Regions from separate parts of the Mus musculus genome. Here all the other regions are linked to region 3. Evidence: chromatin contacts called from public ChIA-PET and HiChIP or PLAC-seq data. All regions are on one chromosome and are shown on one strand. Each heading gives the region's core, a stretch centred on a gene start, on an enhancer-like site or on the middle of the called end of the contact. The rest is flanking DNA. Distances are from core to core; before and after follow the strand shown.

Region 1 (2,700 bases), core at 155-2,654, 300 kb after region 3:
AAAATTATGGAGGGATCAATGAGGAACCATAAGCCATGAGTCAAGGTACACTGGCTATCTCACCACAATTGCTGCTGGTATACCATGCCACAAGGATGGACACTCTGTCACCCTGCAAACTTAATCCATAGTTGTAAAGTGTCAAGAGTTAAAACTCTGCTGGTCCTAGTGGCACACACCTTGATCCAAGCACTTGCGATGCAGACACGTGGATCTCGAGTTCCAGGACAGCCAGGGCTACAGAATGGCATCCTGTATAGAGGAGGGAGGCTCCTTAAGCCAGATGTGGTAGAATACACCTGCTATTCCAATTCCAACCAGTCAGGGGGCTGAGCAAAAAGGATCAGGAGTTCAAGACTAGCCTAGCTTACACAACAAGGTTATCTAAAGTAAATAAATAGGCAAAGCATTAAGTGGTGACTAGGTAGCGGGCCCTTGGCACATGCTGGGCATTATAACAACCTCCCTAGCCTCCCCTCCCCCACAAAAGCACAAGAGCTACAAAAAAGTAGCTTTGTTCACTAGCAGCAATATGATCTAGATGGGTAGATGGAGGACTCTTAAGACTGGACTCTCGGAGGAAGTAACATTTAACCTGAGGGTTGAGGAGCCAAGCATTTGTCTGAGAGAGAAGCAATTTCAAGGTTTAGGGAACAGCATGTGCAAAGAATTGAAAAAGCAACTCCAGAGGAACTGAGCTTGAAGATAAGGGTAAACTGGCAGTGTGGTATAAAACAAGACTGACTAGATCAAAACTGGGATGGACCAGTAGACCCCCAGCCATGTTTAAAGCCAGTTAGGAATTCTGGGTACAGAGCAGGCTCCAAGGTCATCCTAACCAGCCCAGGAGTAAGGGGGTAGCTAGCTGTCTACTCAGGTCTCTACACTCCAGTTGTCATCACACTACAAAATATTTAATAGCTGGGGCATTTGGTAAGGTTTCAAGAAGCCTTAGCCCTTCCAACCCAACCCATCATGAGCCCAGGTCCCCCACCTTCTAGCAGATGTGAGGCTGAGAGATGGGAGTGACAAAAACTTTTAGCTGAAAGAAACTAAGGTGAAGACATAGTCACTCTCTTTCGCACTTCATTTTGTCCAAATCTGTGGAATTCAAGGGGCTTAGTGTTCTAGCTGTTAAAATTCTAATATTCAATGGCATGTGAGTGGATCCTAAGATCTGGGGAAACAAAATTTGGGGCGTCTAGATTTCCAAGATTCTAAACCTCTATGCTCCAAGAAACTCAACAGAAACAGGTTGCTTTTCAGCAACAGCTGGTTTGCAAGTAAGCTCTATTGAGTCTCTCAGCATCTCCGGACCTGCCAGAGTAACAACTTAGCTCCACCCTCTGTCCCCACCCCACTTCCTCCACCAACCCACCTCCACCTAGTTTCTTCAGCCTAGCCAAAAAGCCAAGTCTGAAAGTCTTAGGGGCGGAAACCAAAACTAGTTTGCTGGGGAAAGAACAGGAGCTGTAAGAAAAGAGGGTGGGGGAGTCCCAGCATGCCCATCGGCCTAAGCAGCTGACTTCCTGGTCTTGGCGGGCTGGCAGCAGGCAGGCTGCAGCAGGCGAGCAGCAGCAAGAGTAAAAGGTGACCGCGGCTGCCCACCCCAGAGCCATGGGGCGGGCACGAGATGCCATCCTGGACGCTCTTGAAAACTTGTCAGGGGATGAACTCAAAAAGTTCAAGATGAAGCTGCTGACAGTGCAACTGCGAGAAGGCTATGGGCGCATCCCACGCGGGGCCCTGCTGCAGATGGACGCCATAGATCTCACTGACAAACTTGTCAGCTACTATCTGGAGTCGTATGGCTTGGAGCTCACAATGACTGTGCTTAGAGACATGGGCTTACAGGAGCTGGCTGAGCAGCTGCAAACGACTAAAGAAGGTGAGTGTGTCCCCTTGTTCGTCTACCCTCAACTTCCTGCACACCAGCAGAGGCTTGCCTCTTTGGCGCTTAACTGTTCCTCCTGCCATAGCCAAAAAAAAAAAAAAAAAAAAAATCTTCCCTTTGTAGCCTTGAACTTAGCACCGTGGGTGGAGTGGGAGTGAACCCCTGAAAGTCTGTTGATAAAGATCCACCTGGCATTTCTTTGCAGAGTCTGGAGCTGTGGCAGCTGCAGCCAGTGTCCCTGCTCAGAGTACAGCCAGAACAGGTGAGGCCTCCCCACCCTACCACACCCTTGCACAGCCTATCTTTGCCTATGTAGTCATGGTGGGTGGCTTTCCTTGATTCTCCAACCCCTAAAACTGCGTTAGTAAATTTTGAAGCAGTTTTAAACACTGCTTTCACTTCCACCCTCAGGACACTTTGTGGACCAGCACAGGCAAGCACTCATTGCCAGGGTCACAGAAGTGGACGGAGTGCTGGATGCTTTGCATGGCAGTGTGCTGACTGAAGGACAGTACCAGGCAGTTCGTGCAGAGACCACCAGCCAAGACAAGATGAGGAAGCTCTTCAGCTTTGTTCCATCCTGGAACCTGACCTGCAAGGACTCCCTCCTCCAGGCCTTGAAGGAAATACATCCCTACTTGGTGATGGACCTGGAGCAGAGCTGAGGTATCTTTTCCAGCTACATTATCTAGCTCCTGACTTTGTATACACAATTTTTGAAAAAACAATTTGTATTTGTGTTTACTCTCTGGGATGTTTTTGCTGAGCTAAGCTACATTTCCAAAGGCCATATGTGGCCCAGTGGT
Region 2 (2,700 bases), core at 154-2,653, 370 kb before region 3:
CTCTCATGAGAATGTACTTGCCACAGAAAATCAACACTTTATAGAGTACCATAAACAGAGTAAGAAAAAACTGGGTACAAAAGACCCCAGTGAGCAAGATGCTACAGTCCCTACTAACAGTAAATTGCAAATGTCAGGATATAAAAGAGGTTTTAACCTACTGACGGGTAAATTTAAATAACTGAACAGAGTCAGCATTGGTGAACATGAAAAACAACAGCGGGGTCCCATTGCTACTGAGAATAGAAGCTGTGTGATCCCTTAAAAACGGTTTCTAATTTCCTGCTGCTTGTGTTGGGTGGGCAGGGCAAGTCTGAGGATTTTCAGTGCTTCTGGTGCAGTATCTCTGAATGCTAAATATCAACTTTAAGTGTATATGCTGTTTAATTCAACAAGTTTGCCTTCACAAATTCATTCTGCAAAAACAAGTTCCCTAATTCTTAGACTTTTAAAATTGTCTTTACTCTCGGTGGGGGGCACATGTATAAGCATGTGCAGGGGGCAGAGTTAGAGAACTTTATGGCGTCTGCTCTCACGCCCCGCCCCCTTACGTGGGTGCCAGGGATGAAAATGTACACATGGGTGATAAGGCTTGCCCATCAAGTGCTTGACCTGATGGGCCATCTTGCCAGCTCTTCACTTTGGATTATTTTGTTTTTGAGGCAGGGTCACACTATGTAGCCCTGGCTGTCCTGGAACTTGGTATGTAAGCCAGGTCAGCCTCAAACTCACTTTGTGCTGGACTAAAGGTGTGCACCATTATAACCAATTTGTTTTTTCAAACTGAGTTCTTATATAGCCCAGGCCTTGAATTTACTGGATAGCCTAGGCTGGACTAATCCCCTTTACAACCTCTATAGTCTCCTCCTGAGTGCTGGGATTATAGATACACACCATCATTCCCAATTTAGAACTTTTCCTTTTTTCTGCCAGCCTTTGCCTCCGGAGGTGTTGGGATTAAAGGCATGTGCCACCACTGCCTAACCTAAGAATTCTGGGGAAAAGACTAACAGCCAGAGACTTCACTGCAGAACAGTATGTGCACTGCCAGCTCTTTGTGACTTCAGCCCATGGTGAATGTGCGGGTGTCAGGTGACCTTGCTACAAACAATAGATTGCTAACTCAAATCTCAAGGCAAGCCTGGAAGCCGCAAGGCTGAGTGCAGTGACTTCAGTAAACCACTGAGGACTCGGGTTCTTTCTGCCTTTCCCTCTGCCATTCCCTCATTGCTTCCCCAGCAGCACACTGGATAAACGCCCGACTGCTTCATTCACCATCTTGAGACAGATGCAAAAGTCCCTAACATCAAATCCTGACAAAGCAGCCTCAGGGGCACTGTGGGTTCCGGTATATCTTTTATTAGAGCAGGAAGCTTTTCCCACATCAGACCTTCTGTCAAACAGCTCCAGCCTAAACCAATTATGAGCTAGCGCAATGCAGCCACACGGATGAGTCACCCTGACCGTGGGCCCCTCATCGCAGAAAGCAATTACCCAGGAGAAGGACACAGATAACACAGATAAATGAACACTGCCAGGCTCCTGCTGGAGGCCAGGAGGTGTCTGCTCAGCGCCCGCCTCTAGATATTGACGTGCGTCAACGGGGAGCAGGGACAAGTGTGGGAAGAGGTTATTTCCTGGCGTGCACACCTCAGTATTGCTCCTTTTAACAATTTGTGTTGCATTTAAATATGGCTTATTCTTTCTAATGCTACTTACAATTAGGAATATCAATAATGCATGAATCAACACGAATCAACACATTATTAAGGAACTCAATGCAGAATAAGACCAAATCATTCCTGACCACATCCAGTCCTTCATGCCGCCCTCAGCAGCCGCTGGCTCTGATGCTGCAGTGAGGCTCTTGCATAAGCACCCGTGACTGAGCACACTTGGAGTCCTGTTTGCCGATTTAAGTGCTAATTGCTCTGCATCCTTTCCCAGACTTGACGCTTCTCAGCGGTTCCCCTCAGCTCCCCAGTGTGTGAGTCATGGCTTTAATTTGCATTTCCCTGATGATTAATGAGATGACGCACCTTCTCTGATGGATTTGACTTTATAAAATATCCTTGTACATAAAATCCTGTTACATTATTCTGTCCAGTTTTTTTTGTATTGTACATCCTTTTTAATGGGTTTAGAAGACATTTAAATGTGCTGCGAGATAACAGACCAAATCTTAACTATTAAAGATTTATTTTATGTGTGTTTTGCCTACATGTACCTGTGTGTACCATGTGTGTGCCTGCTGCCCTCAGAGCTCAAAAGGAGGTGTCAGATTCCCCGGAAGTGGACTTACTCATGGTTGTGAGCCACCATATGTATTCTAGGGTTGGAACCTGGGTCCTCTACAAGAGCTCTTAACTCTCCAGCCTCCCCTAATCTCTGAATTACCTTTCATTCTCTTCATAATGCCTTTTTAAAAAGTATTTATTTTATGCATGCGTTTCAATTGTGCATAACCAGAAATAACAAATAGTAAAAAATCGTAAAGTAAAAATCAAGTTAGTCCCTTTCCATTATGGTTAGCGTTGTTGTTTTGTACATGTATGTATCTTTGTGTGGTGAATACACAGCATAGCACATGTGCAGAGGTCAGAGGTCAACCTTAGATGTAGGCCTTTGTCTTCCATCCTGTTTGGGGCAGTGTCTGTATTGGTTACAGCAAGCTGGCCTACAGAGCTCTAGGATTCTCCT
Region 3 (2,740 bases), core at 15-2,514:
ACTATTTTATTAAAAAAAAAACCAAACTCTCTCTCTTTGTGTGTGTGTGTGTGTGTGTGTGTGTGTGTGTAGGTGCACATCCATGATGGTGTCTGCTCCCTCTTCAAGTTGGAGTTACGTGTGGTTTGAACTACCTAACATGAATGCTGGGAACCCACTGCTGATGTCTTGGAAGAACTGGGAGCATTTAGCTAGTAAGCCTCCAAATCCCCTTATTAAGGAGCCTAAGTTCCCATGGGAACCTCGGTTTCCCCAGTAACAAAGTAACAACAAATGTTGGCAAAGAGCCCCTTACAGAATGTAAACTGCTCCAGCTGCTCTGAAAATCAAAAGGAAAAAAGAACAGACCTGCCTTAGGCTTACAGCTCTACTACCTATAGCTATACACCAAAGGACGCCATGTCCTACCACGGAAATACCTGTACATGTGTGTTTACTGCTGCAGAATTCGGAACAGCTAAGAAATGGAGTCAGTCCGGATCTCTCAGGAGACACATGAGTCACAAAATGTGGAGTTACAGTGAGATTTTATTCAACCATAAAGAAAAGTGAAATAATAACATTTGCAGGAAAATGAGTTTAAAGACTGTTGCAGAAACACAGATGCCCCGTGTTTTCTCTCATATGCAAGTCCTAGATTTGGAATTTTATGTGTGTATGTGTGTGTGTGGGAGGAGGGGCTGGGGTATAAGTCATGAAATTAGAAATGGGACCCTGAGGAGGGAAGAAGGGATCTTAAAGAAATAGGAAGATAGAGATCATGTGACATAAAAGCAGCATTGGGGTGAGGAGGGCTGGGTGGAGTGGGTAAGTGGATGTCTACATAGTAGGAGTCAGGCAAGAGAACAGGGGGAGGCGGGTGGTAAATAGGAACAAAGGGAGCAAAATATGAATCAAAATGCCATAATGAAGCTCATTAAGTCACAAGCTAACTTAAAAAATTTCAAAAACTCTATTGTCCTTGGCCTCACAAACAAAAAAAAGCACTGCGACGGAGAGGGATACTCCAGTTACACAGCTAAAAGTTTGAGATCTGAGTGGAGTCTCCACCACAACTATTTCCCCAGGAAGCCATCTCTCCCTCTTCCGATTGGAGTTCAGAGTCAACGGCCCCTATATTGCTCCTAGGGTCCAAAGAACGATAGGTAGGTCAGGTGCAGTCCTGGGGTGTGCCCCAGGAAGGCAGGACACACAATAATCGGAGTTCCAAGAGAATAAAAGATTAGTGTCCTTCTGTGGCCACCGTAGCCAAACAGGAAATGTAGTTCGCCTAGCTTTTTGCCGCGTTGGACCGACTCGCTGAACTTGAGGATGGCTGACGCTGCGAGCCTACGGGCGCCGCTGTGCACGGAGCAGTTCGGCTCCGGAGCCCCGCGCGGCTGCAGCGCTGCCGCCGATGGGAGCCTGCAGTGGGACGGGGCTCGGCGCTGGGGCTGGCTCTCCCGGGCCCCGATAGCGAAACCTGGGCAGCACGCGGGTGGAGGCGGGGGACCCTGGGCAGCACTGACCGCTCTTTCGGGCCTCAGATCCGTGCTGCTGCCTCAGGGCTTCCCAGATAGCGTCAGCCCGGATTACCTGCCATACCAGCTGTGGGATTCCGTGCAGGTCCGGCTGGCCGATTGCCGTGGGGGGGGGGCGGTTTATAGCTGGGGACCCGGGGAATAGGCCCCTGCAATCTGCATGTGCACATTGGAAGGCTAGGGTGCATTGCATAGTCCTGACAGTTTTCCAGGTCCCACAGAACCAGTGAGAGCTGGTATAGCACAGTAGGCTCCGTGCTCCTGCCACCTCTCCTCATTCCACTTCTTTTCTCTCCAGGCCTTTGCTTCCAGCCTCTCCGGCTCTCTAGCCACCCAAGCAGTATTGCAGGGCTTAGGGGTAGGCAACGCAAAAGCCTCCGTTTCAGCTGCCACGTCCACCTGGCTCGTGAAAGGTGAGCTGGAACCTGGGAGCCTTACCTGTTGATCTCATCCCTGCTTCCTGTCTCTGGCCTCTTTTTCCTTTACTGCAAACCCTAGCCTTGCTGTTTTGAACTGTTCTGACCTCTAACAGTGGTTCTCGTGTGCGTGTGTGTGTTTGTGCGCGTGCGCATATACACATTTATGGTCTGCAGCCTGATTAGTACACAGAAGCTGTGAATCTTTGCCCACAGCTGGAATGCCCTCATCAGTGAATCAGCCTAAGTGGCTCACCTTGTTACCCATGCAAACTTCAGAATCCCGAAATCATCCGGGATCCTCCTTAAATTACCTTTAATCTTACTTTATGCAGGATTGCATAGACATGCAGTTTATTACGTAAAAAAAACCCGCCAGCTTCCCGGGATGGTGAAAGTTGGGTACTTCCAGTGGGCAAAGGGGCATGTGGCTGGTCCTAAATTGGTAGTTAAGGAAATGCTAAAATGCACTCTGACCCCTCTGGGGTACCTGACTGTGCTGCAGTAAGATTATAGTAACCGTGTGCTGAGAGTATACAGCCTTCTGAAAAAAGTCACTAAGAAAATCAAAGATAATCTAGTATTATGCCTGCCACCTGGTGAGGGAAGCAGACCAAAGGGAACTCAACACTTGTTTCACGTTTAGGAGGGTCCTTGGCTCAGTCTTCTGGCCTCTGTCTTTCCCTGTTATCCCCAGTGGTATTTAAATGAACCTTAGGGGCGGGGCAAGGACATCCTGTTCTATCCTAGACCTCACCACATCTTGGGTAAGCCTCCCTGGACTCTAGGTCAGGAGGCTTCTGT
Region 4 (2,700 bases), core at 40-2,539, 340 kb before region 3:
TGCACATGTGGAGGTCAGAGGATAACTCGTGGAGTCAGTTCTCTCCTTCCTCCAGGTGGGTTCCGGGGATCAAACCCAGGTTGCCAGGCTTTTGAGGCAAGTGCCCTTACCTAGTGAGCCATCTTGCCAACCCTCATTTCCAATCTTGACAACATTATGAGGTTGGCATTAGGTGACCCAGTTTACAAGTGAAGAAATAATGCTTAGAAAAATAACAGAGTTGCTTGAGGGACCCAAAGAAGCCAGGGACTCCACAGGAGGGCCAACAGAGTCAACTAACATGGACCCTTGGAGGCTCCCAGAGACCAAACCACCAACCAAAGAGCAAGCATGGGTTGGACCTCGGCCCCCTGTATATGTGTAGTCAATGAGCAGCTTGGTCTTCATGTGGGCTCTCCAACAACAGGAATCTCTCCCTGAATCTGTTGCCTGCCTGCCTGCCTGCCTGCCTGCCTGTGGATCCCATTCTCCTTGATCTGCTGTGTGTGTGTGGGGGGGGGGGGGGTGAGATACTAGAGGGGGGCTCCCCCTTTGCAAAGATGAAGGGGAGGGAGGAATGGGGGAGGAGCTGCGGGAAGGTGGTCCTGGGAGGAAAGGGAGGCTAATATTGGTAGGTAAAGTTGAATGAATAAATAAATTTACTTAAAAACTAAAAAGTTCCAGGACGGCCAGGGCTATACAGAGAAACCCTGTCTCGAAAAACCAAAAAAGAAAATAAGAGGGAAAAAAAAGGAAAATAACAGTCAAACTGCCCACAAGACAGGAGTCAGAGCCTCAATCAAAAGAAATATAATAAGACTCTGCCTCAAAAGCGTAAGTTGAAAATGTCAAAAAACTTAAATTAAAAACAGGTATAGTGGCACAAATCTTTAATCTCAACACTTGGGGCATAGAGGCAGGCAGATCTCTGTGAGTTCAAGGCCAGCCTGACCTACATAGTGAATTCCAAGCCAGCCAGGCCTACACAATTTTGAGATCCTGTCTCAAAAATTTAAAAAACAAATAAATAGAGTTAGGAATAGCAGTGCATGCTATAATCTCTGATGTTGTCCAGGCTAAGGCAAGAGGATCTTGAGTTTCAGGCCACCCTACTCTAATGGCAAGACTGTTTCTCAAAATAAACAAAACCAAAGAGGCCTGCCTATCTGACTGGGGTTGTACACCCCAGCAACCTGCTGCAACACCTCACCTTCCCCCCCCCCCCCCAAACAGCGCAGTGAGCCACTGAAACAGGAAGTTTTAAATGCCGCATGTGATTACAAAGTATCAGTATGAGACGGAGGGGGAAACTGGCCACTGAGGTAAGACTAGTCTGTCTCGTTTCAGGTCTCTGCCTGCATAGTAACTGCAGTGCCACACAGAACTACCTCCTCTTAAAAGTCTTTTTCAAGGGCTAGAGAGATGCTGTGGTGAGAACCAGGCTGATCTGCTATACTCTCTTCAAGCCCTGATATATAGAAAAGGCCTGGGGACTGGGTCTTGGGGAAACTTCAGTTTTGGATCCTGAGAACCCAACTCTTCCCCCTAAAGTGGTTCTTAACCCTCTTAACACTGGGACCCTTTCATACAGTTCATGTTGTAGTGACCTCAACCATAAAATTATTTTTATTGCTACTTCATCACTGTAATCTTGCTACTATTATGAACTGTAATGTAAATATTTGTTTTCTGATGTTCTAAGGGGACCCTTATGAAAGGGTCATTAGTCAATCCCAAAGTGGTGGTGACCCCCAGGTTGAGAACCACTGACCTAAAGCGTTATGGTTATCAGAGCCAAGGATGCTGCATGCGTACTTGTTCTGTGACACACATGAAGTGTCCTGTGTTCCCTTTGTGAAGCATTGCTTGGTTAGCATCCAGCTGACTTCAACCATCATATGAAAGTTTCTTCTGTCTCCTTTCCCTGCAAACCGTATATATGATGTATGTATGATAAAATAAACTTGCTGAGATAAGACAAAGTTTATATGAGACCTCCTGGGCCTCAACTTTCCCATCTTCTCTGTTTTCTGATCTCCTGGTCTGTTCAGAACCTACCAGTGAAGAACAGCCAGGACCTGAGTGCAGGTCGATGGTGCGACGGTTAGGAGCACTTGTGACTCTTACAAAGGATGATCAGTTCCCAGAACCCTCAAGATGACTGGAACTCCAGTTCCAGGGCATCTGACACCCTCTTCTGACCTCCACGGCACTGCACATGGAGTACACTTACTAACATACATGCAAGCAAAAGACTTAACACATAAAATATAAATAGATCTTATAAAAAATCTTTTTTAAAGAAATAGAACATCCTGGCATAATTTTCCATTTAAGGAAGTACTTTTTCACATAAATCTTTAATTAAGATTTTTTCTATTATAAAAATACTGTGATAAATGATGAATTTTATGCAAATATTTTATTTGTCTCCATCCTTAATAGCATTAAGATAGATTCCTAGAAATGAAAGTAGTAGTCACAACATTAAAAAAAAATAAGGCTCTCAAGCATTACCAAATTACTTCTATTAAATGTTATGTCACATTGATTTCTGCCAAAAGCATATTTAAAAGTTTACTTTAAAGTTTACTTATATATAATTTTCCTGCATATAGGTATAATATATATATATATATATGTACATATATTTACATATATATGCAGGTAAACTTAAAAACACACACACAGGATCTCTCTCTAGGTAGTCCTTGCTGTCCT
Region 5 (2,732 bases), core at 186-2,685, 500 kb after region 3:
ACTGCCTCATATGGGGTATCTTCATTGCCCCTGGAGAGGGGAGAAAGAAGACTGAGTGCTGGAGGGAAATGGGCTCTAAGATTAAGTGGGGCTGAGCTCACCTGTAGAAGGGGTGGCCCTTGATGTTAGGCCCCACCACTTCCATGCTGCTCGTGTAGACCAGGTACTGAGTGCCAGTCTGCACACAAGCATCAATCACATTCTGTGTGCCTATGGAGGAAAGGGACAGACGCAAGCTGTGTCTTCCCGCCTCTCACTCCTTCTGCCCCCCCCCCCCCCCCAGTGTCCAAGGAGAACCGCATCAGGTCAGGACAGGGTTCGACAGCAGTAAATGGACAAGGTTATCAAAAAGGACAGGCCCTCCCATAAAAATCACTGGTCAGAGGCAGGCCACACACTAGGGGCCAACAGGTAGGTAGCAGCTCACCCTGCACGTTGACTTTGTGGATGGTCTTTGGACTGGCCTTCCCAAACACATCCACCAACCCAGCTGTATGGATGACCACATGTGATCCAGACATGGCTGCTGCCACCTCATGGGCCTGAGTCACATCCCCCTGGATGGCAGTCACCTGCACAGGCCCTGGTGGAGACCCGAGGCAGTGTCAGAGCTGGGGCCTTAGCCAGCTGCTGAGTTTGGCCTGTCCACACCCTGGAAGCCACATGAACCAATGACTCACCCGGCCCCTCTGTCTGGTGGAGAACAAACAGGAATCATCTTTTCCATAAGCTGAGGTATCCCAGTCTGGGAAGGGATGGGGCCTCCCTACCTCCTGCTACTGCCCCACTCCAGTCACCTGCTTTCAGCTCCTCCAGCCAAGAACTCAGGTGCAGGTCAAAGACACGCAGCTCCCGGAGCCTGGGCTCCCGTTCCAGCAGCATCCGAACAATATGTTCCCCCAGGAAGCCGCAGCCACCTGTGACCAGGTATACCAGTGTTGGCACCTGTGCAGAGTCTGCCATGCCCAGCTGTGGGAAGAGAATTTAGCTCACTAGAATTGCCTGGTAGCACCTGCTCCAACCATGTGTTCTTCATAGAAGGGATCATTAGGTGGGAGCAGTGTGGGTGGAGAGGCTGAGTAGCAGGGGTGGGTTGCAGTTTTCTGTGCCTGTAGCACTAAGGCTCCCTGCCCTCTGACCCTAACTGCTGAGTCACTAGAATTGGATGCAGAATGGGAGGGATTGAGGCGGGTGGGGGGAAAAAAAAAAAAAAAAAAAAAGACTAGATTACTAAAGGACAGGCAGAGAAAGCAAGGAGTTGAATAGGGAGGTTGGAAGGGCGCAGGCTAAAAGGCAGGCCAGCTGGGCCTCAGTATCAGCTCTGCCTACCTGTAGTAAGTCCCAGGGCGCACAAACTGGCCACTGGAGGAGGTTGTGTCCTGGACTGGTGGACCAGCTAGATGTACATAGGCTTCCTTCCTTCCGCTCGCTCCTCCCTCCTGACCCATTCCAGGAAGGAGACCAGCCTAGCCTCCACCCCTAGGGGCGGGCAAGGGGGTTTGGAGGGAATTTTCTTGCCAGAGTGCCCCCTGGTGGCCAGTCCACTCTTCAGTGGCAGGCAAAGGACAGAACCTGCCCATTTGGTAGTGTATTTCAGGATAATAGGGTAGGGAAGGGATGCCCCCATCACTGATATGTTTGTCCCTCCTGCTGGGTCTCCCAGTAGGCTGAAGGCCCAGCACCAGCTATGGTTCTGGGAGGGAGAGCAGGGTAAACCTGATCTTGACATAATTCTGGCTAGCATCCATAGTGAGACAGATCTGGCATGTTTGTTGTATCTAGGTGGTTGGTCCAAAGCAGCACTGCGGTCTGCAGGTTGATTCACCCCAAACTCAAAGCCACCCATTCCCCCTCTCTCCTGCTTCACCCACTGTGGCAACTTGCATCCCAGTCTGCTCTTCCCAAAGATACTGACCAAGCATTTTTGTACAATAAAGTTTAATCACAATTATAAAAATGTGGTGTTGGGTTTCACTATTAACATTATGTACAATCCAGCCCAACAAGAAGGGCCTGCCCCCCACCATCCTGGCCCACTGAGCCAGAGCCCTGAGACACCAGGGTGGGAGGGTGACCCACAGGGTCTGGCAGGAACAGATGAGGCAGGGTTCCAGGCACAGAGTTCCCAGGACTAGGGGCCAAAGGCCCCCCCAGGGGGAGAACATGGCCACTGCCCCAGAGACCCCTAAACTGGGGCGGGGTGCACATAGGGCAGAAGGGGAAGTCCCCATTAACATGAAGCAAAGGGCTATGCAGCCCCCAAGAATAGCATCTATACAGGCTGGTACCCCAGGTTTCCACAGGAAACAGCTGCTGGCAGCTACAAAACATTTACAGCTTCTTCTTCGCAAAGAAAAAAAAATTAAGAGGGTGTTTGGGCATGGGGCATAGGGGAGGCAGCAGATGCCTCAAAGGACTGAGGCTCCCTTGTTGGCCTCAGTGCTCCCTATCCCACGTGAAGGTGGGGGCAGTGGGCCCTGCTGAGCCCAATAAGGCTGGGGTGCTGGGAGCTTAGGGCACCAAGGGGGAATAAATAGGGGTGAGGGCACCGGTCCTGCCCCACCTCAGTTGAGGGAGCCACGGCAACTTTCAGTGCCGCACAGACACGGAATCTTGTTGTCTTCTAGTGGGAACTTGTAGTCGTAGGTGATCTCCTCATCCACGCCGATGGGCTGCTTCGAGTAGATGACAATCTTTTTCTGAGACTCAATGGTGATCACCTTCGCATAGCA
Region 6 (2,747 bases), core at 64-2,563, 370 kb after region 3:
GCTGGGCAGCAAAGCCCCAGGGTCTGCTGACTCCCACCCAGGACTGTCCTGGGGTTGCAGCTGTGAACCGCCACACTCACACTTTACAGAAAGCCAGGGATCGGAACCTGGGTTTTTATGGGCCTGCACGTGGGAATTGCTTTACCACCGAGCCTTCCCTAGGCCTTTCCCTGAACTCCTACCCTACCTACTTCACAACACCCCGGCTTTGTCTTTATTTATTTATTTATTTATTCTTTTTTTTTTCCAAGACAGGGTTTCTCGGTATAGCCCTGGCTGTCCTGGAACTCACTTTGTAGACCAGGCTGGCCTCGAACTCAGAAATCCCCCTGCCTCTGCCTCCTGAGTGCTGCTGGGATTAAAGGAGTGTGCCACCACATCCGGCTTTTTTTTTTTTTTTTTTTAGAGATTTTTCTCTATGTAGCCTTGGCTATCCTAGAATTTGCTATGTAGACCAGTCTAGCCTCAAACTCACAGACATCTGCCTGCCTGTGCCTCCGTGGGACAAAGCACAACTGGCTTTAAAGACACGTGCCACCACACCTGGCCTAACTTTGCCAGTGTTGTTTGGTTGGCATCTTTCCATGCCCTCTGAGGATTTGGTTCCCAGCGTTGTTCTTCCACGAGCCCTGCAGCTACTGTGCAGTTGAGAGTCCCACTAATTGGGTCTATATCACAGCTCCTAATTTGAAATGATTAATCAATAATTGCCTTTTGTTACTTGATTCGAGTCTGACATCCCCACTTCATCATCATCTTAAGGAGGTCATAGATGGTACAGTCTGCCACTTGTGCCGGGTGCACAGATAGGTACTTAGCAAATACTTACCGGATGATTGTCAATAGCCAGCCGTGCTCAACACCTGCAGGAAGGTGTTTCTACAGAGGGCCTGCCACGAATGGCTTTGGCCTGGGGCATTCCCCCATGCTAGTTTTAGATACCTGGCCTGAGGAGGGATGGGAAGGGCTGAGCAGCGGCTGTGGCCCTACCTTAATAAGGTCTAGACCAGGCCAGGTTGTCGGGGAAGAGGGGACTAGGAGTGGGGGGAGGGGGGGTGATAACTGAGTGACCAATAAGACCTGGGGTACTTGGCTGGCCCTTAGGGTTCCCAGTCCTGCCTGGGACTGCTTTCTGACTGTCCAGGATCAGTTTTCCTGTATCAAAAGCACCCACTGCGAAAGGATCCAGGAAAGGACCACAGAGGCCAGAAGCAGGAAAAAAAAAAGCCTGCTTTCCGAGGAGGAGGAGGAGGGCGTGGCTGAGGGAGGAGCCCACAGGTGGTTGGCTCCTGAAGTGCCTGGAGAGGTCTCTGTTGACCAAATTGTAAGGCAGAACAGGTCCACGCTGGTCACTGCAGAGAGACTAAAGGTGTGTCCCGTCTTCCCCCTGGCCATTTTCTGCCGAGAAGCCTGCTTCACCTTCCCAGCCTAGATCCTGGGATTCCTCACTCTGATCCCACACCTAGATCCTGCCTTCAAAACCAGCCTTCTGGTTCTTCCCTTTCTACCTAGGGGCTCCTTCGGGGGGCCCTTGTCCTAGGCCATGGCCCTAAGGGTGGGCCTGGGACTTGGGCAGCTGGAAGCTGTGACCATTCTGCTCCTTCTCGGATTGCTCCAGTCGGGAATCCGTAAGTATGGATCCGCGGGAGGGAGGGTTGGAGAAGGAGCCCCGGTGAGAGCAGGCTGGTCCCCGTGTAGACTGAATTCGCGAATCTCCGTGTTCCTACCGTCTTCCCCTCTTCTCTTGTTAGTCCCCCAAACAAGGAATCACCCTATGGGGAAGCGGTTGGCGTGAAGGGCTCTGGGGACTCAGGCCTCCCTGCCAACTCCTCTCTCTTTCTTTCCCTCCAGGAGCTGACGGGACTGAAGGTGAGGCTTTCTGCGGGAGTTGGGGGAGTGAGGGCACAGCGGCTCGGTGTCCCCTGGCGGGTTGTAGGAACACTTGTCGCCTAGCTGGGCTTGCACTTAGCCACACTAAGTGTCCCAACAGCTCTGAGTGTATGGAATCTTGGCTCTTGTTTTATGAGGAAACTGAGGTAAAGAGATGCAGTGAGCTGTCCGCGGGCATAATCGAAGCCTGACTCTCAGTGTGGGTAGGGGAGGTGGCTCTGAGAAGATCAGCTCCAGTGTAGACTGGTTTCCGGTCTGAGCATAACTATCTAGTAGCCTTGTCTCCTTATCTTTCAAAGCTCCAGTTTCTTTGCCTTGAAAAGCTGTTCAGTTCTGTTCTTCTAGGGCTGTGAGGAAGACCGGGAGATTGGGAAGTGAAAGCCCCTTGGAGCCTAGATGCGCCTCAGCTGCAGTCTGAGTAGTAGCCATTGTCAGGATTGTGAGGGAATGAAGGAAGAATCTAGCTAGGTGTTTTCTCTGCCTACTGCTAGCTTGGGGGGTGGGGGGAGCGGCTCAGGTCCCCAACCTGAGGAATCCAATTTCCTTGCAATGTTCAATCACACCCCTAGTTCTCCTGTGCTCAGCAGATGGGGAGAGGGTGGAAACAGGTGTGTCTCTAGGTAACGCTCAGGTTGGTGCAGTTGGAACAGTCATAGGCATGAGAACAGGTGTCAGCCAGCCTGGACTCTGTGGAGAGGGCCCTGGAAGCTGAGAGCGACACCTGTGACCTAGCCGGCTGATCCAAACATGCCATGGAGGGGCTGTGCCCGGATGGCTCTCTAGCCTAGTGGAGAAAGGCTGGAAAGGCATTCAGAATAGAGTGACTGGTCTTAAAGGTCCAGTGGTAAGGAGTGAGT
Region 7 (2,700 bases), core at 29-2,528, 270 kb before region 3:
AAAAACAAAATAAAACAAAACAAAAAAACAAAGAAAGATTTATTTTTTATTTGTGTGAGTGTATGTCTGTGTTTCTGTGTGTGTCTGTGTGTACGTTAGGTGTGCTTATAGAAAACAGAAACAAAAAAGGGCCTTGGGTCCTCTAGACATGGAGCTGCAGGTGATTGGATACTACCCAGTATAGACCCTGGGAACCAAACTCGGGTCCTGTGCAAAAGCTGTGCATGCTTTTAACCACTGAGCCATCTCTCTAGCCTGCACTTAAACACATCTTAATGCTGCTGGCCCAGTACTAAAGGAGGAATTGGGCACGTTGGAGGCTTGGGCAGCTAATAAATCCCAGAGCAGGGGTTAGTGTGTCTCCTGTCCTTCCAGGTAGCTGGACACTAGGGAGGTAGAGAAGGGAGGACTCGCTTTGCCCTGGCGATCCAGTCTCAGAAGTGTTCTCTCTGTGTTGTAGAACCTCCGTGGCCTCTCCTACACATTGCCATAACCACCCTGAAACAAGAGGACCTACAGCCAAATGGCATTGACTGAGGAGCAGGGAGGACTGACTATGTCACAGGCTCAACAAGGATTAACACTTATGAGTCAGACAGCAAAGGAACAGAGATTAGAAGTGCATTCCTGGGGACTGGTGAGATGGCTCAGTGGGTAAGAGCACCCGACTGCTCTTCCGAAGGTCTGAAGTTCAAATCCCAGCAACCACATGGTGGCTCACAACCACCCGTAATAAGATCTGATGCCCTCTTCAGGTGCGTCTGAAGACAGCTACAGTGTACTTACATATAATTAATAAAAAACAAAAAACAAAACCTATTAAAAAATTGATATTATAAAAAAAAAAAAAAAAAAAAAAAAAAAAAAAAAAAAAAAGAAGTGCTTTCCTGCTGGGCCTTACATCTCAACTGAAACACAGCAGAAATCCAAGCAAAGAGTGTATGCGTGCATCCCCACAAGAAGCTCTCTGCAGAGGAGTAGCATCTGTTATGGTTTTAGGGTGTGGTTTGTCCTCCGGAGATCTGGGTGCTGGAAGCGTGATTCAGCGTGTTCATGTTGAAAGGGAACAGAACCTTAGGAGGGGAGCCTAGTTCAAGGGAATTTAGGCCACGGGGTCATTGCTCTTGTCATCTGAAGAGATTAATGTTGTCTTATAGAATAAGTTAGCGATTGTGAGAGCCTAAAATTATAAAATGAAGCCACCATTTTTGTGTGTGACTGCTTCCCTTTTTGCTTCTTAACCACATTGTGACATAGCTGGGCGGTGAGAATAGGGGGTTGGGGTGAGAGGTTGGGGGTAGTACAGCCTGATCACAGAGTTTCAACTTCCAAAACCTTTAAGTGCCTGGCCTCCTAATTTTTGTTATAGCAACAGAAAACAGACCAGTATGCTACCTTTCCGGATCCCTGGTTAGATGGAGGAGCTCAAGTCTTATGGTTAGGTTGGTTTCAGGCTCACTCTACCCACCTCTTGTGTCTGTTTCCTTATGGTTGCCTTTTCTTTTTGTGACAGACTTTCTCTATGTAATGATCATCAGGTGTTCTGGGTTATTTACTTTACCAGCTGAGCATCTCCAGAAGAAGATGGTGTTTTCTAGATGCGACAAAAGCCACGCAACTGTCTTAGGGTTTTACTCCTGTGAGCAGACACCATGACCAAGGTAACTCTTAAAAAGGACAACATTTAAGTGGGGGCTGACTTATTGGTTCTGAGGTTCAGTTCATTATCATCAAGGCAGAAAGCTTGTCAGCATCCAGGCAGGCATGGTGCAGGAGGAGCTGAAAGTTCTACATCGTGTTCTGAAGGCTGCTAGAAGACTAGCTCCCAGAAAGCTAGGACAAAGGTCTTAAAGTCCACGCCCACAGTGACATACTTCCTCCAACAAGGCCACACCTACTCCAACAAGGCCACACCTACTCCAACAAGGCCACACCTCCTAATAGTGCTACTCTCTGGGCCAAGCATATTCAAACCACTACAGGCTCTGATTAGCCACATGTGAGAAGTGCATGGGGATTTGAATAAGAGTGGCCTCCGTAGGCTTATATATTTGAATGTTTGGTCCCTAGTTGGTGGAACTGTTGGGGAAGGATTAGGAGGTCTGTCCTTGTAGGAGGAGGTGTGTCATTGGGGGTGAGCTTTGAGGTTTCAAAAGCCATCACCAGGTCCAGTCTCTCTCTCTCTCCCTCTCTCTCTCTCCCCCCCCCTCTCTCTCTCTCTCTGCCTCCAACTTTTGGATAAGACATAAGCGTCCAGCTACTGCTCCAACACCATGCCTGCTTGCTTGCTGCCTTACTTCCGCCATGATGGTCATGGACTCAGTCTTTTTTTTTTTTTTAAAGATTTATTTATTTATTATATGTAAATACACTGTAGCTGTCTTCAGACACTCCAGAAGAGGGAGTCAGATCTTGTTACAGATGGTTGTGAGCCACCATATGGTTGCTGGGATTTGAACTCCAGACCTTCGGAAGAGCAGTTGGGTGCTCTTACCCACTGAGCCATCTCACCAGCCCGGACTCAGTCTTGAAACTGCACTCAAGCCCCTAATTTTAGGCTTTTTTTTTTTTTTTTAAATAAATTGCCACTGCCAGGCAGTGGTGGCGCACGCCTTTAATCCCAGCACTTGGTGGGTAAAGGCAAGTGGATTTCTGAGTTCCAGGCCAGCCTGGTCTACAGAGTGAGTTCCAGGACAGCCA

What was found. ChIA-PET counts read pairs in DNA pulled down with a chosen protein or histone mark. HiChIP or PLAC-seq counts read pairs in DNA pulled down with a chosen protein or histone mark.
Region 1: a contact with region 3 is called in an RNA polymerase II ChIA-PET map of effector CD8 T cells, with 6 read pairs. The contact joins the promoter of Pycard here to the promoter of Rusf1 in region 3. A contact is called at or near these places in 6 of 39 promoter capture datasets (the C10 cell line, cranial neural crest, hematopoietic stem and progenitor cells and 2 more), 1 of 15 datasets of contacts at CTCF or cohesin (large pre-B cells), 1 of 484 Hi-C or Micro-C datasets (Sertoli cells), 4 of 115 datasets of contacts at active chromatin or transcription factors (the SCID.adh cell line, bone marrow-derived macrophages, effector CD8 T cells and 1 more) and 2 of 9 other capture datasets (adipose tissue and embryonic stem cells).
Region 2: a FOXA1 HiChIP or PLAC-seq map of pancreatic cancer cells shows a contact between it and region 3. The contact joins the enhancer-like site here to the promoter of Rusf1 in region 3. A contact is called at or near these places in 12 of 39 promoter capture datasets (the C10 cell line, the HPC-7 cell line, cranial neural crest and 7 more), 11 of 484 Hi-C or Micro-C datasets (B cells, the N1E-115 cell line, adipose-derived mesenchymal stem cells and 7 more), 22 of 115 datasets of contacts at active chromatin or transcription factors (the NIH/3T3 cell line, the SCID.adh cell line, T-cell acute lymphoblastic leukemia and 16 more) and 4 of 9 other capture datasets (adipose tissue, embryonic stem cells, liver and 1 more).
Region 4: an H3K4me3 HiChIP or PLAC-seq map of the SCID.adh cell line shows a contact between it and region 3, with 10 read pairs. The contact joins the enhancer-like site here to the promoter of Rusf1 in region 3. A contact is called at or near these places in 5 of 39 promoter capture datasets (the C10 cell line, the HPC-7 cell line, cranial neural crest and 2 more), 1 of 484 Hi-C or Micro-C datasets (bone marrow-derived macrophages), 9 of 115 datasets of contacts at active chromatin or transcription factors (the NIH/3T3 cell line, the SCID.adh cell line, bone marrow-derived macrophages and 5 more) and 2 of 9 other capture datasets (liver and macrophages).
Region 5: a FOXA1 HiChIP or PLAC-seq map of pancreatic cancer cells shows a contact between it and region 3. The contact joins the promoter of Hsd3b7 here to the promoter of Rusf1 in region 3. A contact is called at or near these places in 1 of 39 promoter capture datasets (pre-B cells) and 1 of 115 datasets of contacts at active chromatin or transcription factors (pancreatic cancer cells).
Region 6: a FOXA1 HiChIP or PLAC-seq map of pancreatic cancer cells shows a contact between it and region 3. The contact joins the promoter of Prss8 here to the promoter of Rusf1 in region 3. A contact is called at or near these places in 1 of 39 promoter capture datasets (liver), 4 of 115 datasets of contacts at active chromatin or transcription factors (bone marrow-derived macrophages, extraembryonic endoderm stem cells, pancreatic cancer cells and 1 more) and 2 of 9 other capture datasets (adipose tissue and pancreatic islet).
Region 7: an H3K4me3 HiChIP or PLAC-seq map of the SCID.adh cell line shows a contact between it and region 3, with 3 times the contacts expected there. The contact joins the enhancer-like site here to the promoter of Rusf1 in region 3. A contact is called at or near these places in 6 of 39 promoter capture datasets (the C10 cell line, cranial neural crest, hematopoietic stem and progenitor cells and 3 more), 2 of 484 Hi-C or Micro-C datasets (bone marrow-derived macrophages and cortical neurons), 5 of 115 datasets of contacts at active chromatin or transcription factors (the SCID.adh cell line, bone marrow-derived macrophages, large pre-B cells and 2 more) and 3 of 9 other capture datasets (liver, macrophages and pancreatic islet).

The regions. Positions count from the first base shown.
Region 1 is chr7:127,992,571-127,995,270 of GRCm38.p6, reverse strand. Pycard (PYD and CARD domain containing) reads left to right here and starts at 1,404. Exons shown (of 3, transcript NM_023258.4): 1 at 1,404-1,888; 2 at 2,100-2,156; 3 at 2,306-2,700. The coding sequence starts at 1,618. The coding sequence ends at 2,559.
Region 2 is chr7:128,671,339-128,674,038 of GRCm38.p6, reverse strand. The region is part of intron 9 of Inpp5f (inositol polyphosphate-5-phosphatase F); the gene reads right to left. Among named protein-coding and RNA genes, the nearest start is that of Inpp5f, 61 kb to the right of the region's middle. Within about 2 kb of position 1,403, at least 186 of the 459 cell types and tissues checked have an H3K27ac peak or open chromatin away from gene starts, as enhancers often do. A contact at or near this core is called in the HPC-7 cell line, the N1E-115 cell line, the NIH/3T3 cell line and 16 more, where this site is marked.
Region 3 is chr7:128,296,655-128,299,394 of GRCm38.p6, reverse strand. Rusf1 (RUS family member 1) reads left to right here and starts at 1,264. Exons shown (of 13, transcript NM_145590.2): 1 at 1,264-1,605; 2 at 1,819-1,933. The coding sequence starts at 1,312.
Region 4 is chr7:128,631,915-128,634,614 of GRCm38.p6, reverse strand. The region is part of intron 1 of Inpp5f (inositol polyphosphate-5-phosphatase F); the gene reads right to left. Among named protein-coding and RNA genes, the nearest start is that of Inpp5f, 22 kb to the right of the region's middle. Within about 2 kb of position 1,289, at least 53 of the 459 cell types and tissues checked have an H3K27ac peak or open chromatin away from gene starts, as enhancers often do. A contact at or near this core is called in the SCID.adh cell line, memory CD8 T cells and thymic regulatory T cells, where this site is marked.
Region 5 is chr7:127,799,312-127,802,043 of GRCm38.p6, reverse strand. It overlaps Hsd3b7 (hydroxy-delta-5-steroid dehydrogenase, 3 beta- and steroid delta-isomerase 7), which reads right to left and starts at 1,435. Exons shown (of 7, transcript NM_133943.2): 1 at 1,330-1,435; 2 at 798-969; 3 at 428-583; 4 at 102-210; 5 at 1-30. The coding sequence starts at 963. Setd1a (SET domain containing 1A) reads right to left here. Exons shown (of 19, transcript NM_178029.3): 19 at 1,922-2,732. The coding sequence ends at 2,565.
Region 6 is chr7:127,928,679-127,931,425 of GRCm38.p6, reverse strand. Prss8 (protease, serine 8 (prostasin)) reads left to right here and starts at 1,313. Exons shown (of 6, transcript NM_133351.3): 1 at 1,313-1,628; 2 at 1,852-1,869. The coding sequence starts at 1,544.
Region 7 is chr7:128,568,744-128,571,443 of GRCm38.p6, reverse strand. No RefSeq gene overlaps it. Among named protein-coding and RNA genes, the nearest start is that of Inpp5f, 41 kb to the left of the region's middle. Within about 2 kb of position 1,278, at least 57 of the 459 cell types and tissues checked have an H3K27ac peak or open chromatin away from gene starts, as enhancers often do. A contact at or near this core is called in the SCID.adh cell line, bone marrow-derived macrophages, hematopoietic stem and progenitor cells and 1 more, where this site is marked.